2 separate regions of the Mus musculus genome follow, and region 1 is linked to region 2. Evidence: chromatin contacts called from public Micro-C data. All regions are on one chromosome and are shown on one strand. The core of a region is the stretch at or near the end of the contact, and the rest is flanking DNA. Distances in the headings are between cores, read along the strand shown. Region 1 has its middle 37 kb from the start of Gm35291. Region 2 has its middle 18 kb from the start of Gm47843.

What was found. Hi-C and Micro-C count contacts between places; a contact is called where the count stands out from the background.
Region 1: a contact with region 2 is called in a Micro-C map of muscle stem cells, with 5 times the contacts expected there. The contact joins two enhancer-like sites. A contact is called at or near these places in 1 of 15 datasets of contacts at CTCF or cohesin (the NIH/3T3 cell line) and 1 of 484 Hi-C or Micro-C datasets (muscle stem cells).

What each region holds. Positions count from the first base shown.
Region 1 is chr10:23,672,053-23,677,245 of GRCm38.p6, reverse strand. No RefSeq gene overlaps it. Among named protein-coding and RNA genes, the nearest start is that of Gm35291, 37 kb to the left of the region's middle. Within about 2 kb of position 2,370, at least 45 of the 459 cell types and tissues checked have an H3K27ac peak or open chromatin away from gene starts, as enhancers often do. A contact at or near this core is called in muscle stem cells, where this site is marked.
Region 2 is chr10:23,554,339-23,559,279 of GRCm38.p6, reverse strand. No RefSeq gene overlaps it. Among named protein-coding and RNA genes, the nearest start is that of Gm47843, 18 kb to the left of the region's middle. Within about 2 kb of position 1,274, at least 34 of the 459 cell types and tissues checked have an H3K27ac peak or open chromatin away from gene starts, as enhancers often do. A contact at or near this core is called in muscle stem cells, where this site is marked.

The DNA.
Region 1 (5,193 bases), core at 1,121-3,620, 120 kb before region 2:
TTCAAAGGCTGTTCTGCAGTGGGTGGACGGGAGGGGTGTAGACGTTGTGACACAGTTACAGATCTAAAAAGGATGGAAAAGCTTGCTGGTGGAGAGTTTAGGCTCCCACATGAAAATGCTTTTGAAACAATTAAGTTCATCAGGAATCGGGTGTTTGAGTCATGGCAAGCTGCCGACCAGGGGAGCAACGCGCAGGCTCTGAGTGCCACCTGTGCCAGCCGGAGGGGCCAGGCTGGGGCTCTCCAGAGGCTGTCACGCCATGACTTACTTTCCGTAAGAAGCAGAGGCAGCTCTGAGGTAGACTGGAGACAGAAGAAGACGTAAGCACTAAACAGAGTCTTCGTGATGATACATGAGTGTGTTCTGGGGTAGGGCGGGGCTTGGGACTAGAACCACTGTGTAGGAAGGAAGAACAAATTGAATACTGTTGTCAGCATCTGCCTTCCTGTGGTCTCTAAGGCTTTTGAAGGTGCGTGTTTTGTGTGTGTGTAGTCACCATTCCATTGGATGGTGTGTATCTTTTGATCAAGCTGATCTCTGAGCACAAATGGTGCATATGTAGACAAGAATTTGATCTTTCTTGATTCTTTTGCCATTCCCTCTTTCCCTAGCTCCTTCTGCACATCCTGCTGCTTTTACTCCTCTCCCTTCATTTGTTCCCTTCCTCCTGTACTTCCTCTCTGGTTTATTTTTCTAACAAAGACGCACAATTTGGTGTGTGTATCCCTGGGTGCGTGCATGCAGGGCTTAATGCAAGCCTTTAAGAAACACTACCAGCACATAGTTATTTTGTAGCCTCAAAACCCTGAAGTCTTTATTCTAGACTAAGAATTTTATTTTTTGCAAATAAGTTCTGACATTGCTATTTGCTGACTTCACAATTTGCAATCTCTCTTCTCTCTCTCTCTCTCTCTCTCTCTCTCTCTCTCATTAAAGCAGACAAGGCAGCATAATAAACTATGGTGAAGTTATTAGTAAGATTTCAAGATGACACCAACTCAGCACATATTGAAAGACGAGATGAGGGTCCCTTTTCCGGTTGTCACACATTCCAGGCAGGCCCAGCCCGCTTGCCTCATGTGGTTTGGGGCCTTTAGCTACGGTGCAGGTCATTAACTGGTTGGGGCAGCAGCAGCACATTGTTCTGCTATTTTCAAACCACAACAGCCTCTGTGGAATCCAGGACCCATAAAAACACAGTTCTGATGCAGCCTGACAGAGGCATAATTCAAGAGAATTCCAGTGAAGCTAAGAAAATATGAATCGGTTTGGGGGAATCAGCGGAACCTTATTTAATCAATTGACTCAACTAATTTAAAACTATAATTTTGAGTGCTCTGTGTGTGTGTGTGTGTGTGTGAAGATATCTAAGACTAAATCTGATACGAGAAGTTTCTACTGTATAATTTTGCTATGAAACCCTCACTCCAAAACAAAGAAAGCCAGAAAATAAAGAAAAAGAGAAAATTCTAGAAAGAACTGTGCCTTCTGCACCCTTTCTTTTTTTCACTTTTCTTTGTCTATTCCTTTCCTTTCCTTTCCTTTCCTTTCCTTTCCTTTCCTTTCCTTTCCTTTCCTTTCTTTTCCTTTTCTTTTCTATCCTCCTTCCTTTTTTCCTCTCCCCTTTCTTTTTCTTTTTTTAAAAATCACTCCTCTTTTGTATAGATTTTTTTTTAAGTAGTTTAAGTAAACTTACTAGAAGGTTTTGATTTCAGTCTGGATTTTTTTTTAAGCCTCAAATGAAAGGTTCTCTTTAATCAGATAATTGTCCAGCCAGTAATTTTAGCTTCTCTGTGACACACCAGTTGGCAGGTACAGAGGTCCCAGCCAAGCCTTTGTCCCCACCCCCCATCCATGCCCTTGGGACTGTCTCCGAGCTTCACCAGACATCTCCTCACTAGAGACTCCAACATCACAAGCATTGGGAGTTTGGGAAAGTAGAGCTAACTGCCAGAGGTGTCTATGCAGAAAGCACAGAGGCAGCTTCTATGGCTTCATTTACACCTGGGAAAGGAGAAACGGGCTGGTGTGCCGCAGCTCTCTTTCCTCCAGGGCACCAGCCTTTCTGATAAATGCTGTTTCATGAGATCTTGCCTCTAAGGTTATCTAGGAGGTTTGGGCGAGACTTTAAGTCAAGCTAACTCCTGGGTTTCATCTCCCCTGTCGTAAGTCCCCCAGTCCCACTCCTACCGGAACACCATGTCACACAGGCTGGGAAAATTATCCTTCAACCCCACTGTCTGCTGCTTTTCTTTGTCTACTTCTGGACTCATCACGTTCTCTGGCAGCCATGAATGAAATGTAGCGTGCTCAATGACTGACATCCATTAGAGCCCTTGGACAAACCCTGGGCCGCCTTTTGAAAGGCCTCTGGAAGAGAAAAGACTGTGTGCTCTTTGAATGTGGGCCCGCTGAACCGCTGCCAAGGGCAGCCCGTTCCATTCAAAGGGCTGAGCGAATAAATGAGAATAACGTCCTTGGGGACCCGCAGGATCAGCTTACTCTGAAAATGCTCAAGCTTCACAAAGGGTCAGAGTCACAAGGTAAATGAAAATGGCCAGGAGCGGACTTTGATGGCTGAAACACTGTAACAGTAGAGGGCTTGAAAGAAAATGTTATTTAATTTTTTTTTTTTTTAAAGAGGCAGTTAAAGGAGTGGGGAAAAGTCGGGAAAATCTCAGAAGGGTGAAGTCTGTTGATAACAGAAAAAAAAAAAAGATGTCTGCAAGGTCATCACTGAGTGCTCACTGGTTACACACTCACTGTGTAAATGGGTGTGTATGCTTATAAAAATGTGTAAGTATCTACATTTGTAAACACTGGCCAGTACCTTTATTTATAATTAATAAAAAACTGGGTCAGATTTCTGAGCTCAGTTGCTTGGTGATTTCTACCCAAGTCACCAGTCACAAACTCCAGAGATGAACCCTCAAATATGACAGTCTAGAGAGTCCCCTTTTACTTTTGTTTATGCACTGTCTCACTTGGAATGCTGTCTATTGGTAGCGTTTATGGAAATACTTCAGAAGCAATCTAAGAAAGGAAACCAGAAAACCCACAAAGCTCTTCATGCAGTTCCAGAGAGACCCCGAGAGTCACCTTCCACAGGATCACTCCTCTGCCCCTCAGACCCGCAAGCCCCTGCCTCTTAGATGGCCTTTAGACCTATAGGCAGTGGTACTGTCAAGAAACCATTAAGGACTAGTTATATATACCTCAGTCAGGGGACCCCCTACTCCTCAACCTCCTCAAACAAAAACTTCTGAGTCCTCCATTGTTTTTCAAATTAAAAGAACATTGAAAGTAAGAATTGATAATTGTGTTGTCAACGTGCAACGTGCGGGAGGAGATGCATGGCTTCCCTGCCTCTGCAAGGTCTGCTCTCTAGAATTGATGCTAGCTAGTGAAACCAAGCTTGATTCAACAGGTTGAATGTGCCAGCTTTCTTCCGAAGACACACCCACTGAAAGCATTGCAAAGGAGATGAATTGGAGAAGAGTCTTCACAGATGTGATCTATCTAAAACATTGGAAAGAGCGCAGTAAGATCAAGGGTGGGCTCTTACTTTGATAAGAGGCAAAGGGGGAAGACAGAGAGCAGAGATGTGAAGACCTGAGGGGTGGATTGTGTGCCTGCAAAACAAGGACCTGGAGTGTTGTCAGCAGCTGCAAGCAGCCAAGTGGTTGCTGGAGTCGGATTCTGCCTCTGAGATACCAAGGACACCTGGATGCTCAACTTCCGGCTTCCACAACTGCCACGGGCTGAGCTTCTGGTGTTTTAGGCTGTCAGATTCATTCTGGTTTGCACTGGCAGATTCAGGAAAAGCCATTTACGGGTGGCGACAGCTGTGTGCTGTTGTGACCACACCGTCATCCAGCTTGGACTAGCTGGTCCCCAAAGACCAATGGGGTAGTTTCAAAGCAACTGCTTGAGTTTACAGGTACACTGGCAACGAAGATCACTCTGTTGAAGATTTCTCAAGATACAGGTTTCTGAGAGAGTGGCTACTTTAGTTTCTAACTTAACAGGCACACCTTGGTATAGCATCATTTATCTGAGTTTTTTTTTTTTTAAAGGGGAAAAAATGTTCTTCCAAGTTCACCAATATACAGGAAAAGGCTATTGTTATACTGATGGTTCTATCAGAATTCTATGTAGAAACTGTTTCTATTAAAAGAGGCCACCTTATTCTACCCAGAACAGCTGCATATTTACTGTGCATTAGCTGTTGGGTAATTGAGAATTGATATTTAGGTTTTTTCTACTTGGGCTTACTGTTTGGTACTTATATATAGGAATTGTACTTTGCGTTAATAATTTAGTTGGTATTTCGGGGTTATTATGTAGCACATTATAATTTTTCCACTTAAATAAATGGTGCCTTCAGATACTGTTTCTTACAGAATGTGGGATTCCCCAGACAGATGAAGAGTATAGTTGGTTATCAACAAAAAGCTTTTAGGCATAAGTGGCCTGAAAAAGTGAAATCTCTCATAGATGCTCCAGTAGTTCTCAATGAGAAAGATATAGCAAAAAGTCGCTACAAGTGCAAATTTATTGAGCTGAGTTTGCCTAGGCACTGATATGCAAATACCAATTCAACCACTTCAAATAATAGGTAGAAAAAATTTCAGCTGGGGGAAAAATGAAATACATAGTTTATTCAGAGTGGATTTATCACAATTGCATGTTCAAAAATTCCTATCTTAAATAACCAAATAAGGCTGACATATGGAATTCATTACGTTGTGCTAATGGTTTCAATCAAGCATATAACAGAACCGAGGAGGTAGCGAGCATTGCTGGACCTCTCTGCAGACACAGGGTATCCAGGGACACAAGCACTCTCTCAAAGAGGAAATCAGTGTCCATCTTACAGAAAGCTAATATTTCTGCGGCTCTGCCACCCACTTTTTATTTCCAGGCATAAAAATGTGTTTTGTTTATTTGTTTGCTTGCTTTGCCTCTATGGAAGGCCAAAACAAAAGGGTTGGTAGAATAAAAAAAAAGTCAAACTTTTAAACTAAGTGCTACAATAAGCTTATAGTAAATTTAGATGGAGTATATATATATATATATATATATATATATATATATATATATATATATGACATATATGTATGTATATATAATATGGGTGTCACATAATGTTTTCAAACCTCAGTAGGTCACACAGGGAAGAAATATAAAACG
Region 2 (4,941 bases), core at 25-2,524:
TATTCAATTTTTTTGGATCATGTAAGTGTAAGACTTAAGTGAGATTATCTTGTATATTCATTCCACGTGAGATTTGACTTAACTTTCCCTCCCCAGAACTTATTTAGACATTATAAAATTTCTGATTATCAATGGGCTCCTCAGCTCAAAAGGAGAACATGGTCTTGTTTAGTTGATATGTTCAGCACACTTTACGTCTGTGTTGCCCAGGAAGGGCTTGGGGTCAGTCTGAATTGGGATGTTCTGTATGCCATCATTCCTGGATTTTTACACTGATGATAGTGATCTGAGCTCAGACCCTTGGTGGGGAGCACTTTAAAGACTGAGCCGTTTCCTCAATCCCAATGAAATTTTCTTAGTTCTTGAAAGTGTATGGTCAAGCAGATAAAATTTTCTCTGTTTTTCCATGCACAGAACAGGCATCACATCACTGTACACATTCCACTGTCATCATAAGTGAAACCGCATGTCAGCTACACGATGCACAGTGTAGTTGCCATATGAGTGTACCTTTTGTTGTTGTTGTTGAAAAGGTGGAGAGACAGATCGCAGTAATCAATAAATTTGTCTGGAAAACTCAAGGAAGCCAAGGTAAACAAGGAACCAAATTAATAAAAAGGAAAAGGGTGCTCCATATTGATCATCCCTTTGAATATGTTCATCCTAAAAATTGAAGAAGCCATAGAGATGAATACAGATGAGATCTAAGACCTTATGAGGCCACACTCTCTATCTATCCTTTATCATCCTAGGGCAGTAGAACAATATCAAGTGTCTATTAAGAGTTTAAGTTTTTAGTGAAATCAACTGAATAACACATAAATAAATTTAACTTATAAAAATGACGTCTAGAGATATTATTTGTATTTAATAAAGAAAAGGAATAAAGAAAGATTAGGAACCAGAATGCGAACCAACCCCTGAAGTGTCTCTAGATATTTGTGGCTATTGTATATTTAATTTAATCTAATCCATTTTGGTTTAGAAAGAGGAGAAAAGTCTCTTTGCTTTCTGAAATTCATATATTTCCCTCACCAGAACTTCTGTGCATCACCAGTTCATGCAAAATTTATCAAGAATATGACTTAACATGGAGGTTCCTCTGTCATTCCTAACTCAGATCTGCCAGAAAATGTTCAATGCAAGAGTGTGCTGCCAAAAGAGAAGTGTCTTTTGAATGATTGCCACAGCTGACGTAAACATTCAAGGACTGCTGTGTAATAGCCCATTTATCATACATTAACCACAAAACCCATGTCCAAATAACTCTAGGCTTCTTGCTTGAAACCACAAAATGTGGGGCAGCCAGACACTGGGAGAACTTCCATCCTAGCATTCCACAGCCTCCGTGTGAGGCTTGAGCTTCAGATTTTCAGCTCCTAAGAGTGGACATATTGAAAGTCTCCAGACTTGAAGGATCATCCACGATACCAGTATCCATTGTCTCTGAATTTGTAAATTGACTTTAGATTAAAATTCAAGTTATGATCATGAGTTAAGACATAAAATGAATCAACATGCAGATTACTAGGAATGTATGCCAGGACTGACAATAGTTTATGAAAGTGGTTTGTGTCATTTCATTTCCTCTTTTATTTTGGTAAATGCCAATTTGAAAAGGAGGAGAAAGAATGTGAGTCCAAATTTCCATGCTTCTGAGGTATATGTGGGTTGGTAAGATTGAGGGTCATGGCTGCTCCAGTTGGGATGGCCTGTATGATCTGGTATGATCTGCATGTGTTAGTCTGTTTCCTTTATGACCCAAACTGCAAGCTGTATTGGAAGTCCCTGTGGGGTTGCAGCAGGAATGGAGTTAGTAGGAGCTTTTGTAAATTCCAGCATGTGGGAAAAAGGATTGGTGACTGGACTCTCAGTCACTATGTAATAATAGAAATAAAATGTGCACTTATATAATGACAATCTAGAAATAAAAATACTGCTACAGGAGTGTTTGTCTAGCAATTGTCAGTTAGACAGTTAATAATACACAGTATTAAGTTTGGAGCTAAGACAAAAGGATGGACCATCCAGAGAATGCCCCACCTGGGGGTCCATCCCATAATCAGCTACCAAACTCAGACACTATTGCATATGCCAGCCAGATTTTTCTGAAGGGACCCTGGTATACCTGTTTCCTGTGAGGCTTTGCCAGTGCCTGGCAAATACAGAAGTGGATGCTCACAGTCATCTATAGGATGGGACACAGGGCCCCCAATGTAGGAGCTAGAGAAAGTACCTAAGAGCTAAAGGGGTCTGCAACCCTATAGGTGGAACAACAATATGAATTAACCAGTACCCCCAGAACTTGTGTCTCTAGCTGCATATGTAGCAGAAGATGGCCTAGTTGGCCATCATTGGGAAGAGAGGCCCCTTGATCTTGCAAACTCTATATGCCCCAGTACAGGGGAAAGCCAGGGCCAAGAAGTGGGAGTGGGTGGGTAGGGGAGCAGGGCGGAGGGAGGGTATAGGGAACTTTCAGGATAGCATTTGAAATGTAAATGAAGAAAGTATCTAATAAAAAATTTACACAGTATTTATACTAAGGCTGATGAATAAATGATAGAAAGTTCTAGAAATAAATTTCTATCATCTCCTGGCCCATTACTTGTTTTCCTTCCTCCTTGACCCCTCTTCTACCTGCTTCTGCCCTTTACCTCTCTTCTTTCATTCTTCTCTTCCTTCCTCCTCCTTCTGTCACGTGAAAATCACCTGTTTAGAAGTGAAGGCAAGGCCAGTGACTCGCAGTGAAAAAAAAATATTTTGTGGCATAATTTAATATGATTAGAAAGAACTATTCTAATTTACCCACAGTCATTCTCAAATGCTGACTAAAGATTGAAATTTTACCACTAATATGTCTATCTTACAATCAAAAGCTTTCCTACCTTTAAGCATATAAATATCATCTTTATCTACCTATTCCATGATTCTCTTGAACACTTTTTTATTCCGTGGATTGAATCTCAAGAGAAATCATGGCATCTGGGAAGGCAAGATACAAAGGAAGCCACAGAGGAAAAGTTGAGGCTTACTTTATGGGTGTGAGTAATTTGGCTCTTATGGAGAGTGTCTGTAGGGCTGTTTCATAGGCAGATGCATGGCTGAAGCACAACTATGATGTTGGAGCTCTAGGGAAGCAAAGCAAGTTAAGTTATTTTTGGATGGCGTTCCATTTAAAGGACAGAAAGATATAAGTTCAAGCTCAAGGGACACACATACACACACACACACACACACACACACACACACACACACACACACACATGCACACACACACACACACACACACACATGCACACACGGGGCAGGGGAGTTAGCTATGAGAGAGGGAGACAGAGACAGAGAGAGGTTGAAAGCAACAGAATTAAAATATGAAAATATATAGAGATTTCTAAATGTAAGTACTAGCCTTGAGTGTTCGGGTATTCTTGCAGGTAAAAGCTACACTTTGGTCTTATTTAGGTTTTACTTCAGAAGGTTGGAGAAACGTTTACTGGTATCCCTACTTAATGACAGGAAGCAGTGCCTAGGCATCCAGAGATCACCAACATCTGTGGTTTGATTGATTTTATCATCCATCCCCTTATGCTATGGAGCTGTTTCAACTTACTTACAAACTAAATAAACTTTATCTTAAAATAATAATAACTTGTCTAAACACTGTTGAAGCTTCAATGCATTTATTTATTAGAGCCAGTTGATAAAAAGAAGGGCATGCTGTATATTAAGACATGTCTAATATTTATTGACTAGAGGGAGGTGTTTCTTTGGATGTTTGTATAGTTGTTTCTTGGCCAGGAGGATATTGTTCTTCTCCCCATGGCTCTCACGGCCGTTGTGGTGGTCCAGAGACTTCAGGAGGCCCTTGTCTCTACTGAAGTCTTTTGGCAGGTCAAGACTCAAGGAAACAGTGAGCTATCTCTGTGTTGTGGTTTTTTAAGATATCCTCCTCTTTGCTTATAGCTGATATGCAAAGCTCAAACTCAGTAACAGCTCAAGTATACAGCGAGTGCAACAAGAAGCAGGCTGTGTGACTTTGGCATCTTTCTCCAAGTTCATTTAGATCTCAGGAAAATGCAAGCGATGTTATAATTTACCCTACTGGACACTGAGCTCTTTCTGGCAAATAATCTTTGGGTAAGGTTTGCTTTTCTGCCAAATTTTCTCTAAACTATCAAGCATTTTATTTCCAGTGACAGATTCAGATAGACTATGCATAACAAATGTTAATTAGAAGAGCTTCCTAGCTTCTTGCCATTATACTTCTTATAAAACAGACCCTTTCCTCCCTCTGTAGAAGTACTGTAAGTGACAAGGTGTCAGAGGTATCTAAACTCAAAGGTTGACACTTGACACTCATGCTTTATATTGTTCCTCATATGTTCATTTGCTCAAACCTCATTTTACTAGTTATGATTTTAAATAATTACAGGCAGAGTTTTGTTGTTTATCTGCCCCCACCCAACCACCAAACTAAGTGGTGAGGGCAGAGATAAACCCTGCCAGGATACAACTCACAGACCACATGAAGCTCAAGAAGAAGGAAGACCAAAGTGTGGGTGCTTTGGTCCTTCTTAGAAGGTTGAACAAAATACTCATAGGAGCAAATATGGAGATAAAGTGTAGAGCAGAGACTGAAGGAAAGGCCATCCAGAGACTGTCCCACCTGGGCATTCATCCCATATACAGTTACCAAACCCGGACACTATTATGGATGCCAAGAAGTGCATGCTGAAAGGAGCCTGATATGGCTGTCTCCTGAGAGGTTCTGCCAGAACCTGACAAATACAGAGGTGGATGTTCCAAGCCAACTATTGGGCTGTCTGCCATTGGACTGAGTGTGGAGTCCCCCAATAGAGGAGTTAGAGAAAGGACTGAAGGAGTTGAAGGGATTTGCAATCCCATAGAACAAACAACAGTATCAATCAACCAGACACACCA